Linked DNA regions of Gossypium hirsutum: region 1 is linked to region 2. Evidence: chromatin contacts called from public Hi-C data. All regions are on one chromosome and are shown on one strand. The core of a region is the stretch at or near the end of the contact, and the rest is flanking DNA. Distances in the headings are between cores, read along the strand shown. Region 1 holds the start of LOC107945063 (ubiquitin-conjugating enzyme E2 10). Region 2 holds the start of LOC107891922 (protein EARLY-RESPONSIVE TO DEHYDRATION 7, chloroplastic).

The links. Hi-C and Micro-C count contacts between places; a contact is called where the count stands out from the background.
Region 1: a Hi-C map of hypocotyl shows a contact between it and region 2, with 3 times the contacts expected there. The contact joins the promoter of LOC107945063 here to the promoter of LOC107891922 in region 2. A contact is called at or near these places in 2 of 34 Hi-C or Micro-C datasets (hypocotyl and leaf).

The regions. Positions count from the first base shown.
Region 1 is chrD12:4,849,527-4,856,273 of Gossypium_hirsutum_v2.1, forward strand. LOC107945063 (ubiquitin-conjugating enzyme E2 10) reads left to right here and starts at 4,868. Exons shown (of 7, transcript XR_005922258.1): 1 at 4,868-5,567; 2 at 5,682-5,809; 3 at 5,973-6,077; 4 at 6,168-6,317; 5 at 6,499-6,630. LOC107945061 (rac-like GTP-binding protein ARAC3) reads left to right here and starts at 297. Exons shown (of 7, transcript XM_041108278.1): 1 at 297-638; 2 at 1,541-1,628; 3 at 1,724-1,833; 4 at 1,923-1,986; 5 at 3,769-3,833; 6 at 3,953-4,018; 7 at 4,104-4,618. The coding sequence starts at 540. The coding sequence ends at 4,208.
Region 2 is chrD12:4,654,745-4,661,573 of Gossypium_hirsutum_v2.1, forward strand. LOC107891922 (protein EARLY-RESPONSIVE TO DEHYDRATION 7, chloroplastic) reads left to right here and starts at 4,660. Exons shown (of 4, transcript XM_016816844.2): 1 at 4,660-5,635; 2 at 5,875-6,041; 3 at 6,330-6,414; 4 at 6,508-6,829. The coding sequence starts at 4,758. The coding sequence ends at 6,697. LOC107892969 (a long non-coding RNA gene) reads right to left here and starts at 405. Exons shown (of 2, transcript XR_001682681.2): 1 at 259-405; 2 at 1-111.

The sequences.
Region 1 (6,747 bases), core at 3,618-6,117, 190 kb after region 2:
ATTCTCCTCGATCTTTGTTTATTTGTCATCTCTTTTTGTAAAAAAAATAGTAAAGCTCCAACACGTATTAAATAAGTATTTTATAAAAACTTTAATTACCGATTCATATAAATCAAATCAATAATTTATTTATTTAATACCTTAATTTATCATTTTAAATTTTTTTAGATATTATTGAATTTTATATATTTTTATTCTTAAATTTTTTATAATTTTTTAAAGACAGATTTTGATTATCTTTATTTTTTAGAGTAAATAAATTGCCTTTTCAACCTATGATGTTTCTCTTCTTTCCCGATAAAATATTGGAAAAATCAAGTCTATTAATTCGAAATTTAAAAATTATTTATATAATATCTCGAAAAATAATCCTATTATTATTATTATTATTATTATTATTATTATCCTTCCCTCTTTCTTGTACCTTAGCAACAACACTCGACTTTGGGTTGCTTTTCAACTCTCTGTCTGGGTTTAGACAACAAAGAGTGAAAGAGAAATAGCGGACTCAACTTCTGCGGATCACGCGTGGCGTAAGGATGAGTGCTTCCAGGTTCATAAAATGCGTCACGGTCGGTGACGGTGCCGTCGGCAAGACTTGCCTGCTCATTTCCTACACCAGCAATACTTTCCCTACCGTACGTTTTCACTCTTAGGGTTTCTTTTTTCTGTTTGGTATCTTGGGAAAATGCGGGAAAGAGAAAGAAAGTTGACCCTTAGGATGTTTTTTTGACTTGGATTTCCCCCCTATTTTCTCCGCAACCAAACGGAAATTATGCTGGTTTGTAGTCGTCAATGTTCCTTTTTTTTTTTCTCAAAGATGCTTCCTTATTTTCTTTATTTGTTTTTTCCCTTTGATTATACTTATCATTGGGATCTTGAATTTGGTTTAGAATATTATTCTGACTAATTGAATCATTCTTCATAAATTGTGTTTATCTAAGCAATTTCTTGGGGGATTTTCGCTGCAAAAACTTGCAGATATTTATAGTTTGCAAGTTTGTGATGATTTGGTCTGTTTTAGTTTCGATGCACCATCTTAGGATAAAGGATGCTTAGTTTTTTAATCTGCTAATTAATGTTAAACCTTAAAACTGGAAATTTCACCAGTTTTCTGCTAGAAAGAGGAAAGAAAAGAAATTGCTATATCTGTAAATTAGTCCTGATAAAAATTCCTGATGCAAGCCAATATCACAAATACCAATTCACACAGAAAAGAAGATATAGAGGAAGAATGTTAAGAAAAGAAGAGTGGAAGTTCCATTTAGGGATTTTCATTATTGTTGATCTCATGGCTGAATCTTGGGTGATGGCTATGATATTGGGGTTTTATTTTGGTCCTTACCAGTGGTGTGAGGAACATGCTTGTGCTAGAGTTTTCTTCTTTCTGTAAAACTTTACCACATATAGCTATGGTTGATGCTAGTTTTGTAATCATGACTGTCTAGTTCTTGCTTCATTGTTGCGATTACTTTAAGATGACTGGTGGACAGGGTGATTAAAACATTTTCCCCATTTTGTGCAATGTCTTCGGAAACAGGATTATGTGCCAACTGTCTTTGACAACTTTAGTGCTAATGTGGTAGTGGATGGGAACACTGTTAATCTGGGATTGTGGGATACTGCTGGTAACTTTCGATTCCATAATTTTTCCTTATCTGTGTCTTCTAAGTTCCAATGTATATTCTAGTAGTTTTCATTTAGTTTTTCTATCATGGAACAGGACAGGAAGATTACAATAGATTAAGACCATTGAGCTATCGTGGAGCAGATGTCTTCTTGCTGGCATTCTCTCTCATTAGCAAAGCTAGCTATGAGAATGTTGCTAAGAAAGTGAGACTATTAAGCTTTTCATGGCCTTTTTTGAAGATATACATTTGAATTACTTGACCTGCTAATATTTATCTATTTCAAATCCACAGTGGATTCCAGAATTGAGACATTATGCACCCGGTGTTCCAATTATTCTTGTTGGGACTAAGCTTGGTCAGATTCTACTCCAATTTTTATTTTGCATTTATCAATTATTTTTCCTTTCCATCATCTCTTATTGCAATCAATCTCTTTTTCTATATATATAGTATAAGTTGTGTTTAAGCCTAATGAATCCCATAATTTACAACATTTCCAACACCTTTTCTTCACATTTTCCGTGCCCTGGGAAAGGAAGAGGTTGAAGGGGAGGGGAGTTCATTGTCCTTGAGAAATGGGTAGAAGTTCCTCTTGGTGTGTGAAGTAGTGTAGTGCCTCGAGTTGACTATCCTTCTTGGTGAAGGCACCTAAAACCAATCTGTTTCGACTATGGGCTAGTTTAGCATCGCTTTTGAAAAGTGCTAAGAAAAAGTGACTTTGAAAAATGCTTTTGAAAGGTTTGCTTTAAGATCCAAGTGTTTAGTATTGCTGTAAAAAAAGTGCATTTTTAGACATGATGTTGTAAAGTATAAAATATGCATTTAAATGATGTTAAAATTCATTAATATTATGATATTTCAATAAAAATATAAAAAATGATTTATTGTAACTAATTATTAATATTTTGGTATAAATTTCAAATATTATTTAAGCAATTAATATTAATTGTTTTTAAAATTTAATTTGAATATATAGTCTATATTTTAAATATTAAAATATAGCCATTACAAAATCAAATATATAAAGTTATATATTTGAAACAAATTTTAATAAGGAAATAATGTATACCCTATATAAATATTACATAAAATACATTTGGGTATAAATGAGGGATAAAAACGTTATTTGACTCCAGAAGTGTTTTTTCCAAACGCAAACACTTTTCAAAAGTACTTTTGACTTCAGAAGTTGTCTTGTTTTTGTATTGCTTATGGCTCCCAAAAGTGCTTTTGAAAAGTAATGCTAAATGAAGCCTATATATCAAATTAGTATGTTTTTTAATGTGTTTAAAAGAATGCTTTGAGGGACAAGTTTGGGGAAACTTACTAAATCCTGTTGAATTTATCAGTCCAGTTACAATTGACTACATTTTGTTGTTTTCCAGTAATTTATTTTCTCCTAGTGAGTCATGAAATGTAATCCTTTAGGATATATTAGAAGTTGGTCTAATAATCTTGATGCTCTTATGTCCTCCCCAGCCCTACCTCCTCCTAGCCATGGGACCAAGGAATACCGAAACAAGTTCCATCTGCTTTCCGAAAAAGCCATTCATTTTGGGAGCACTATTTACTGGTTTTAAGAAAATCTTTGGGAACTATAGTGAAGTTACTGATTGTGAACTAAGCCTATGAGATGCTGAAGTGGAATATGAATCCAATAAAATGTTCATTATCTGAGATGATGACATTTGAAGAAAATGGGAAACAAAGAATATAACCGCAAAATTTCTAAGCTGGGCCCTATAATATATTTTCTCATGGAAACCATATTCTGGGTTTACTTCCATATGAGTTCATCACTCTGTCTGGAGTTAGTTAAATTGTCAATTTCACTATGGATAGTGGGGGAATGAAGTGCATATTAGTTTCACAAGAGGAAAAAAAGTCCATGTGGCAGATGAATAACAAAGAAAGCTATGAAGCAACTATCTAATGGAAGTTTACCTTTCCTAAAGCTAATGAAAGCACTCCATTTTCTCAAACTGTAATTTCTTATTCTTGTTCCAAACTTTCCTTAGTAAATATTCCTGGAACATTTTCCCATGTTGATTTGACATTGGAAACTGCTAAATTTATCTTTAAAGCCATCCATCCATCTTTATGATTTTCTAACAGCTACTAAATTTTCTTACTGTAGATCTTCGAGAAGATAAACAGTTCTTCATAGATCACCCTGGTGCAGTGCCCATTACCACAGCACAGGTACTGATCAGAGATGCTTTTTATAGTAACAACTACTGCTGAGTTATGTGCATTGTTGCATCATGCTGTCATTTTTGTTGAAAGCATGAGATCCTAATTTTGATTTTTTTCCCCCAAAGGGTGAGGAATTGAGAAAGCTAATTGGAGCACCTTTTTACATTGAGTGTAGTTCAAAAACACAACAGGTACGATATTTGGGTAAATTTATCTTCAGCCTTATCTTTTCGACTCTTGGAAAAGATTGTTGATAAACTACTTCTGAAAATACAGAATGTGAAAGCGGTCTTTGATGCGGCCATCAAAGTAGTTCTCCAGCCTCCAAAGAAGAAGAAGAAAAAGAAGAGAAAGGCACAAAAAGCCTGCTCAATATTGTGATCATGCAAAGAAGTGATATGGGTGCCAGATACTATGAACAATTAGCCATTTAATCTGGTAGTCTCTCACCATATCTATTATCTCTTCTCTCTGAGAAAATAGCTCCTTTTGGTATGTTGTCTGAACTGACAGAACTAGGGAACTTTCTACAAGCATCAAAATGTGTCCCTTTTTTTTTTCTTTCTCTTGGATCGTATTCTGAATTTGTATATCAAGGGTCTTTCATGTATTTGTCAACAAGCACATTATCCCCTTCAGTTTCTTTGGGTTTAGATATGCTTTGATCCATTGGCTACATTTGCAGAGAACAACCTATTGTTCTCCCTTGTATCTTGTTATGTAATATGATCTTAGTACATTTAAAGGAACTTGCTAATATATGTGTGTGGTTTTGCATTGCCACTTTGGTCCTCCATTGTATTTAAGATTGTCAGGAACATCGAATTTTATGATCTCGAATAAGAGGAAAAGGGGGGGGGGATGAGATTTGTGAAGACAGAAGATCGTTTCACAATGAATATTTGCATCCGTTTTCTCTTGGTAGATTTTGTTGATCAAATTCTGTGGTGCCTCTTTAGACATGTCAACTTCTTTGCTTTTTCAGATTCTCAGCCAGAGAAGCCAGTTAAGCTAAGAAGGAATATTTTTCCTGTCTCGACGTGGGTGGAGAGTGTAGTGGCAACTAAGAAGCTGTTTCCAAGATACAACATGGATTTAGCCTCCCCGGCTTTTGATATTTAAGCCATCCCTTGGGGAAGGTGGCTGTCATATGGTGCTTCATACGAATACGATCACTATCAACATATTGATTTTCTATTTAAGCATCAAATTTGTCCACGGAAAGAACAAATTCCGTGGAATGAAATGGTTGACTTGGAAAGTTTTAAACGACATTTAGAAACAAATGATTCTATTTGGCTTCTTTGACCCTCTAGATTGATGAGAAAGATGATTAGAAATGGCATCTTTGTGCTGTTCATGAATCAAGTGATGACCACTCAGTTTCAGTGGATGAAAAATATCTTTGTGCTATTTATATGGCTCAACATCTTCCATGGTTTTTCTTTTCTAAATTTCTTGATTCTGTACTGCAAACTTTTTATCTGGAATATATACTGTGCCCACTTGCATCACTATGATAAAGAATTGGTGGACCTCTATTTCCTAGCAACTTGCATTTCCACCAATAAATACATTAGTATCCTCCCCATGAAGGTCGTCTGGGAAGTAATTTCACTTAATATTCACATTCGTTGAATTCCCATTTCTGAGTCTCAAAGTTTTCTTTAATGGCGTCGAAAAGAATACTGAAGGAGCTGAAGGATTTGCAGAGAGATCCACCAACGTCATGCAGTGCAGGTATAGAGTAATATAAAAATCAAAGAAGAAAAGTCTTCCTTCTTGAGCCTAGCCACAACTGCGAATTCATTGTTGGTTATCGATTAATTTAACCATTTATGGCTGCACTTTCAGGTCCCGTGGCTGAGGATATGTTCCATTGGCAAGCAACCATCATTGGTCCAAACGATAGTCCCTATGCTGGTGGTGTTTTTCTTGTAACCATTCATTTCCCACCTGATTATCCATTTAAACCTCCCAAGGTATACAACTTAAACTGCACTCACAATTTCCTAGTCGGAATTTTCCCAAAACATAGAAAAAAATATTTTCTTTTATAAGAAAACATGCTCGAGTCCTTGTGACAGTTTCCAACTATCTAACAAATTAACCCTATTCTGTTTTCCAACAAAAACCTGTTTTCAGGTTGCCTTCAGGACCAAGGTTTACCATCCCAACATAAACAGCAATGGCAATATCTGCTTAGACATTCTCAAAGAGCAATGGAGTCCTGCACTCACCATATCTAAGGTAGTAAGTTTGTCGGTTGATTTGGGGGTACTGCATAATGGCTTATATATCTAAATATCTAAACAACTTTACATATTCTATTTTCTATAGGTTTTGCTGTCAATATGTTCACTGCTAACAGACCCAAATCCTGATGATCCTCTAGTTCCGGAGATTGCTCATTTGTGCAAAACTGACAAATTCAAGTACGAATCAACAGCTCGAAACTGGACCCAGAAGTATGCTATGGGCTGAACTTAGGTGCCATATACCTGCACATCCTCTTCTTCCACCTTTTCTTATTTAAGTATATTATCAAACAAAAAGTTGTTGCTGATTAATAAAGAATGTTTGTGATCATCAGGCTTTGAATTCTGAAATAACAAGCTGTAACTATTTTGCTTAGAATAAAACACTTCTGAGCTTAATTATTATTATACAGGCTTCACTTCATTATTTTGTCCTGGGTTAGAACTTGCATCCTCTTGGGTTAGCTTCCTTTTGAAGCTGCCAACCAAACTGTTACGGGTAAAATAGTGAGCGCTGAAGGCGTGGGGTCAACTGCTGTTAGTCAGTAAGATTTTCTATTGTAAACTGTAAGTGAATTACTAGAGAATTAAATATAGTAATTGTAATTACATGAAGGAATTCTTATGATATACAATCTCATTCTTGAGACATCATCTTCTTC
Region 2 (6,829 bases), core at 3,410-5,909:
ATTGAAAAAGCGGAGGCTGACAGGCGCCTCCACTAAAACCAATTCTACGGCAATACCCATCACAATCAGCAATTTCTTCACATTTTCCTTGGCAAATTGGTGCCGCTTCCCCTTCAAATTTTAACCATAAAAATACATCAGTACTCAAGTTAAATTACAAGTAAAAAATTGAAAGAAAACCTGAAGATTACTATAAAACTGATCAAGAGAATTTTTTTATTTATTTTATTTTTATTTTTAAATTCAATTTGTACATACCAATAAGTGAAAAGAAGAGAAGGATTGTTGTTAGCATGATCAGAATTCTAGCAAGCCAAGAGAGGTAGCAAGCAACCATTTTCTTTTCTCTTATTTTAAGAATTTGACCTTTTTTCTTTTTGAGAGAAAGGACTTTGGCAAAAAATTATTAGTATGTAACAATACCAATTTGGTGTAAATATATACATCGATGTGCGCATGTGTAAAGTGGGGGAAAAGTTATTAATGCATATCAACATGTATCCAGATAGTGGCAATATTTTTATATAAATTAAAATTTATAGGATTCTATTGCCATTTTAGTTTAACCACCTTCCATACATGTCAATACCACAATTCTTTATTTCCTAATATGCAATTCTCCAAATCTGATTTAAGATGTAGTATATTAAATTTTAGAGGATTCTATTGTTATTTTAGTTTAAAGAAGAGATTTGCTTGTATACAATTTATATTTGTTTAATCCAACTGTGTTATTTATGATCTATTTTCATGTACATTATCCAAAAAAATAAAGTAATTTAAAATTTTCTAATTTTTTATTTAATGAATATGATAAAAATATTAAATTAATTCAAACTTTTACATGTATGATGGTGTGAATGTATTCGCCTGATACTCAATTTGTTATACTATCAATTAGTTTTTTCACTTGCGATTGATGTACAAGATTGTTTTATTTAATAGTTAAAATATTTTCAAAACACATTGAACTAAAAACTTAAATATATACAGTACTAAATGAGTTTGCCGAACTGGCACGTTTTTATCTGTCCTTTATGTGGCATGGTTCTAGTCTTTGAATCTGATTGTGACTCTTCCATCGGTGTTTGCTTTTGGGTTTCATCGTCGGCGTGCTGAGTAAAGTTGATCGGTAGGGAGATTCTAGGGTTTTTTTGTTCTAATGGAGATCATGATTTGGCAGGGCCTAGTATTAACGAAGGAGAGGAAGAGGCTTGGCAATTTCAAGATGGGTCTGATATGCAACCAGAATTGTTTGATTTATGTTTGGTGGGCTGTTTTCTAACGACTAGCGTGGTACATTTTTCGACAATGCGAAACATGACTAATATTTGGCATCCCTTGGGTGGTGTATAGATCTCAGATCTGGGCGAAATGGGGTATCTGTTTAGGTTCTACAATAGGGTGGACATTGATAGGGTGGTAAAGGGTGCGTCATGGATGTTTAATAATCATCTATTAGTATTTCATCAGCTTGAAAATAATGAAGATCCTATGCAAATTCCATTGATCTTTTCATGGTTTTGGGTCCAAATTCATGATCTCCCTTTAAGGTTTTTTTCCCGAAATGGTGACAAAACAGTTTTGTAATTTTATTTGGGTATTTGGGGAGTACGCTTCAAAACAGATTTCTTTGAGTTTTAAACAGTGCTTACGAATCAAGGTAAGAATTGATGTGATGCTTCCATTGAAACGCATAAAAAAATTCAAATCTCGCTATCTAGTTTTATCTATGCAAGATTTCAGTATGAAAAACTCACGTTATTTTGCTTCATTTGTGGATGTCTTGGTCATGGAGACAATTTCTGTCAAGCAGCTTAGTTTGAGGTCGTAGTGATATACATATAGTGGAGTGACCCAGAGGTAGAGTCTCAGGGTTCAAGTCAAGTTGTAAATAAAATTTAAAATAGAATTTTCAAATTTCAAGTTGAGTAATGAATTCATTCTAATGGGATGGCTGTTGAAATGTTATTTTATGGGTCTTAACCTTGTAGTAAATTCCTTAAGCTGAATAATTTATTCATCTATGTTATAAACGTTTATTAGATTGTTATTATTTGGTATGTGAAATGTTCTAAGTTTCTATTATTAGAGTTTATATGACATGACTTCCAATCCACGACATATTTTAATAAGGTACAGGTTACTTAGTTAGTTATCAGAGTGTAGCACCTTGTAACCTACATTTAGTGATCAAGTTGGGTATGGGGCATTACATGTGTATTATAGTGTAAATTTTTTTATTTTGTTAATAAGTAGTTTTAGGTTCATATAGATTGCACATGGTTGTTTTATATGTAAACATGTTTGAAATATGTGACTTATGCTTATTATGTAATGTGTTAAGTATTTCTGCCTTATTTGAACACTTTAGAAAACTTAGCACTTTGGTTCAAGATGTTTTTTGCTAACTTAATTTATATAAATTCTAATGTTCAAGGGTTTAATTGAGTGCGAAAAAAGTATAGGAGTTTAATTGATTTTTTAGAGAAGTTTAGGGGCTTTGAAGTTCCTTTTAGCCTAAAATCTTATTATGATTGAGAAAAATAAATAAATAAAAGTTTTTTTAGTCACTTTTCAATTAAATTGGTGCCTGGTTGACTTGTGATACAAACTCAATTGGATGATTAAGTATTAATAGTATTAATAGTTAACACATATTAGATGTATGGAGAATTTTCAAATTTTTTCCTAAAATTCTAAAAATCTTATGGTTTATTTTTTAGTATAAAAGTTACAATGTTTTATCAGAACTAGATTGGTAGTTAAATCCATCAAATCGCTGATTCTTGGTTTAACTAGTTCAACAGGTTCACCCACTTCAATTGAATAAATTATTTAATTTTTTAAAAAATATTTAAAAATAGAGAAAATTAGTTCAACCGTCGGTTCAATCGATCCAACCGTTTTAGAAGTTAACCAGTCCATCCCCTTATTTTGAATTGGTATCTTGATCTTACCAATTCGATTATTCAGTCTAATCTAATTCCAAAAACAGTGATATCATTAAAGTTAAAATCGGGACGAAAAAGATATCCATACTTTTTCTATATACTATCATTAACATCATTTATTAAGATAGTGCAAATCAACATCCAAATGTTTTACTAGTTAAAAAGTACAAGGTTTTATGGATTAAAAGAAATAACAGTGTTGCCAATTGAGTCTTAATTAAGTTGATATTGATATTGTTGTCGGTGTAGGAGAATATAGGTTCGAGTGCTTAAGCGCATTTTATCTTCCTATTCAAGAGTTGAAGAAGGTTTATGAATAGTTTTAATCTTTGTATATAAAAAAGAAAATACAGTGTTTTATTATTATGAAAAAAGTTAATAACAACTTAATAATCTTCGCAAAAGTTGAGGTTTTGAATTAAAAGTGTTTAGGTTTAAATTTTATTATGTGTATTTATGCATGCATGTGAGTTTTTAATTCAAATTTTATTTTGGATTTCAATCCCATTATGTATAAGGCCTATCCATATTTATTTAGGTTAGGCCCAGATACATTTCAATTATTGGTCTATTCATTTGTACTTTGTAATGGTTTAATTTTGGTCGCGGTTATATAGACACATTGATTTTGTTTGCATTGTTGCTTATAAAGTTAAAAAAATACAACATTTTACTATATATATTTATTTTTTTGAAAGAGTGAATTTTTTTTATACAATGCTTAAAACTATTTTATATTCCCTCCCAAACTTTAAAATAAGAATATAAGATGCACCTGTGCACGCTCAAACTTAAATTCTCCTATATTAACAATAATGTTGATGCCAATCAAATTAAGACTTAATCAACAAAAAAAATAATTTTAAAAAGAAAATATCACTATAATGGTTGCTTTATCTTTTGATTTTTTTTATATACAATCTACAAAAAAACAAACCAGATAAAACATGAATTTCGAACACCCAAATTACTACTATTACAACTAAAAACTCATTTGTTCTTTCACATAAATATTTTATAAATTTCTTTTCAAAATAATGTATTATAACAATATCTGTCATAATTTAATATTATCTATTTAACTATATATTATTATTTAAGAGTATGATTGAAATTAGTGCTATCCATGAAGTAAATCTCGACATAATTATAAAATTATCAAAAATAATTTTATATATATACTTAATATTGTAATTTTCATTATCTCAAAATTTTAGTTTTAAAATAAAAACAAATCATTAATGAAGCTTTTCTTGAAAGGGACACTTCAATTGCTTTGGCCTTTAGTCACTCAACACTTACCAATGCTTTGAATTGCATTGGATAAATTTCCATCCATGAATAGATTTTGGGCAGCTTGTGTGTAACTATCCCTCTTCAGCCAAAATTGCATGATGGAAATGTTGAGATCTTCAACTATCGGCGTCTCTTCGATGGTGAGACTTACAGCTTTGTAGAAAGATTAATAAAAAGGAAAGAAGATATTTAAATAAAATAATGTTTTAATTTAACATACTCCAAAGTAAGAGAGAGCAGCAGCTTGTCGGATGCTAATAAATAGCCATAATATATCCATCATCCATAAAGAAAGACGGCTATCTGCCACTGTTATGACGCGGTTTCTCCTATGAATGCCATGTGCAACTCGCGTTTCCCAAAACCCAACCGACACGTCTTTGTATAGTTTTATTTCTTCCATCCTAAGCTTGTCCCACCTTAAATGCACTCATCCCCCTAACCCAATTGCAAGCTAACTAATCAACCACCAAACCTAGAAGGCCAGACCTGAACAAAGCTAAGATCATGTATTCTTCTCCTCCAAAACAGCCTTTCTCTCTTTACCCACAGGTCGATCTTTCAAACCCAGACGCCACTTCATCTTCTCCTTCTTCTTCGTCTTCTTTGTACCCTTCTTTGGACATGAAAGATTTAGCCGAAAACCTCTTCCCCGACGACGCCACCGCCTTGCACACCCACCAAGATTCTGCAGAACAACTCCTCCTCAAGGTTCCTGGTGCCATCGTTCACCTTATTGAGCGAGAAACCAGCGTTGAGCTTGCTTGTGGTGATCTCTGTATTGTTAGTCTCCTTCAAGGCGGCAACGTTGTTGCTGTTTTTGCTCGCCTTGGTGACGATATTCAATGGCCTTTGGCTAAAGATGAGCCTGTTGTAAAACTTGATGCTTCCCACTATTTCTTTACTCTTAGAGTGCCATCGAATGGGTCGTTTGAAGACGGAAAAGATTCTAATCAAACCGAGGATGTTTTGAACTATGGTCTGACAATAGCTGCAAAAGGGCAGGAGGGTTTGTTGAAGGAACTTGATAGAATCTTGGAAACTTACAGTTGCTTTTCGGCGCAACAAGTCAAAGGGATAGAGAACTGGAATCTTGTGGATGCGAGAAATGTGGCGCCCGAAGAGTTGAATACAAAGGAAAAAAGGGACTTAATCGTGGGAAGTTCAATGGCGTATTGGACGACTCTGGCGCCCAATGTTGAAGACTATAGCGGGTCTATAGCAAAGGCAATAGCATCGGGGTCAGGGTACGTTGTGAAGGGGATTTTGTGGTGTGGCGATGTCACTGTTGACAGGTTGAAATGGGGCAATGAGTTCTTGAGTAAGAGGATAAAGTCAGGTTCAACCTCTGAGATCTCTCCAGAGGCCCTGAGAAGGATGAAAAGGTTTGTTTCTTGATCATAACATAAGTCCCCTTTTATGATGAATTTTGAGCTGCTTAACATTTGAGCCTGTACTTGGAAAGCTTAAGTGCTTGTGGAACAGAGGCTATAATTATTAAGCATCATGGGAACTTTATGTTAAACTTCTGTTGCCTTCAGTACAATTCCGTAGGACAAATTTCAGCATATTCCTTTGTTAAAAATGATTTTGGAATCATGAGGTGATTTGATTCTGGTTTCAGGGTTAAGAAGGTAACAAAGATGTCAGAGAAAGTGGCCACTGGAATTCTTTCAGGTGTGGTTAAAGTGTCTGGATTCTTCACAGGTTCAATTGTTAACTCCAAAGTTGGCAAGAAATTTTTCAACCTGATGCCTGGAGAAATCGTTCTTGCTTCCTTGGATGGATTTAGTAAGTTGTTTCCTCTCGTCAACTTTACCTTGTTTGTTATGAATTTACTATATCTCGTCTTCTCTGCTAGGGTGCAACTTTCATGCCTGCTATCTATTTTATCATATATATGTGATACCATTTGTCATGCGGCCATCATCTGCATGTTGTGTGCGTGTCCAAAGACGTCATTAGTTTTTGATGCGAGGTTATTGCTTCTTTTGAAGTGTTTGGCACAACACTGCATTTACATAGAAAATGCAACATGGTTGGTATTCTTACGGTGTTTCTGCTTGTATGTCCATTTAGATAAGGTTTGCGATGCAGTTGAAGTAGCAGGAAGGAATGTCATGTCTACCACATCTGTGGTGACAACAGGACTTGTTTCACAAAGGTATGCTTTCTGAAAAGTAGAAGTTGATTATGTGGGAGTTGGTATATATGATCATCATGTTTATCATACGCACTACTGGTTTTGGTGGTGTAGGTATGGAGAAAAGGCAGGAAAGGTTACAAATGAAGGGCTTGATGCGGCAGGACATGCAATTGGGACAGCTTGGGCTGTGTTTAAGATTAGAAAGGCTCTTAATCCCAAGAGTGTCTTCAAACCCACAACTCTTGCAAAAGCTGCTGCACAGGCTAATGCTGCTGAATTGAAGTCCAAAAATAACAAGTAAACAGAGTTGCTTTTTAGTTTGAACAGGAAGACAAAAACAGAGATGCTTGTAGGACTGCAGTTTTCCAAAGGTTGAGAATTCTCAAGTGGATTGTATTTGTACTTTGCAATTGATGTGAATTACTATGCATCT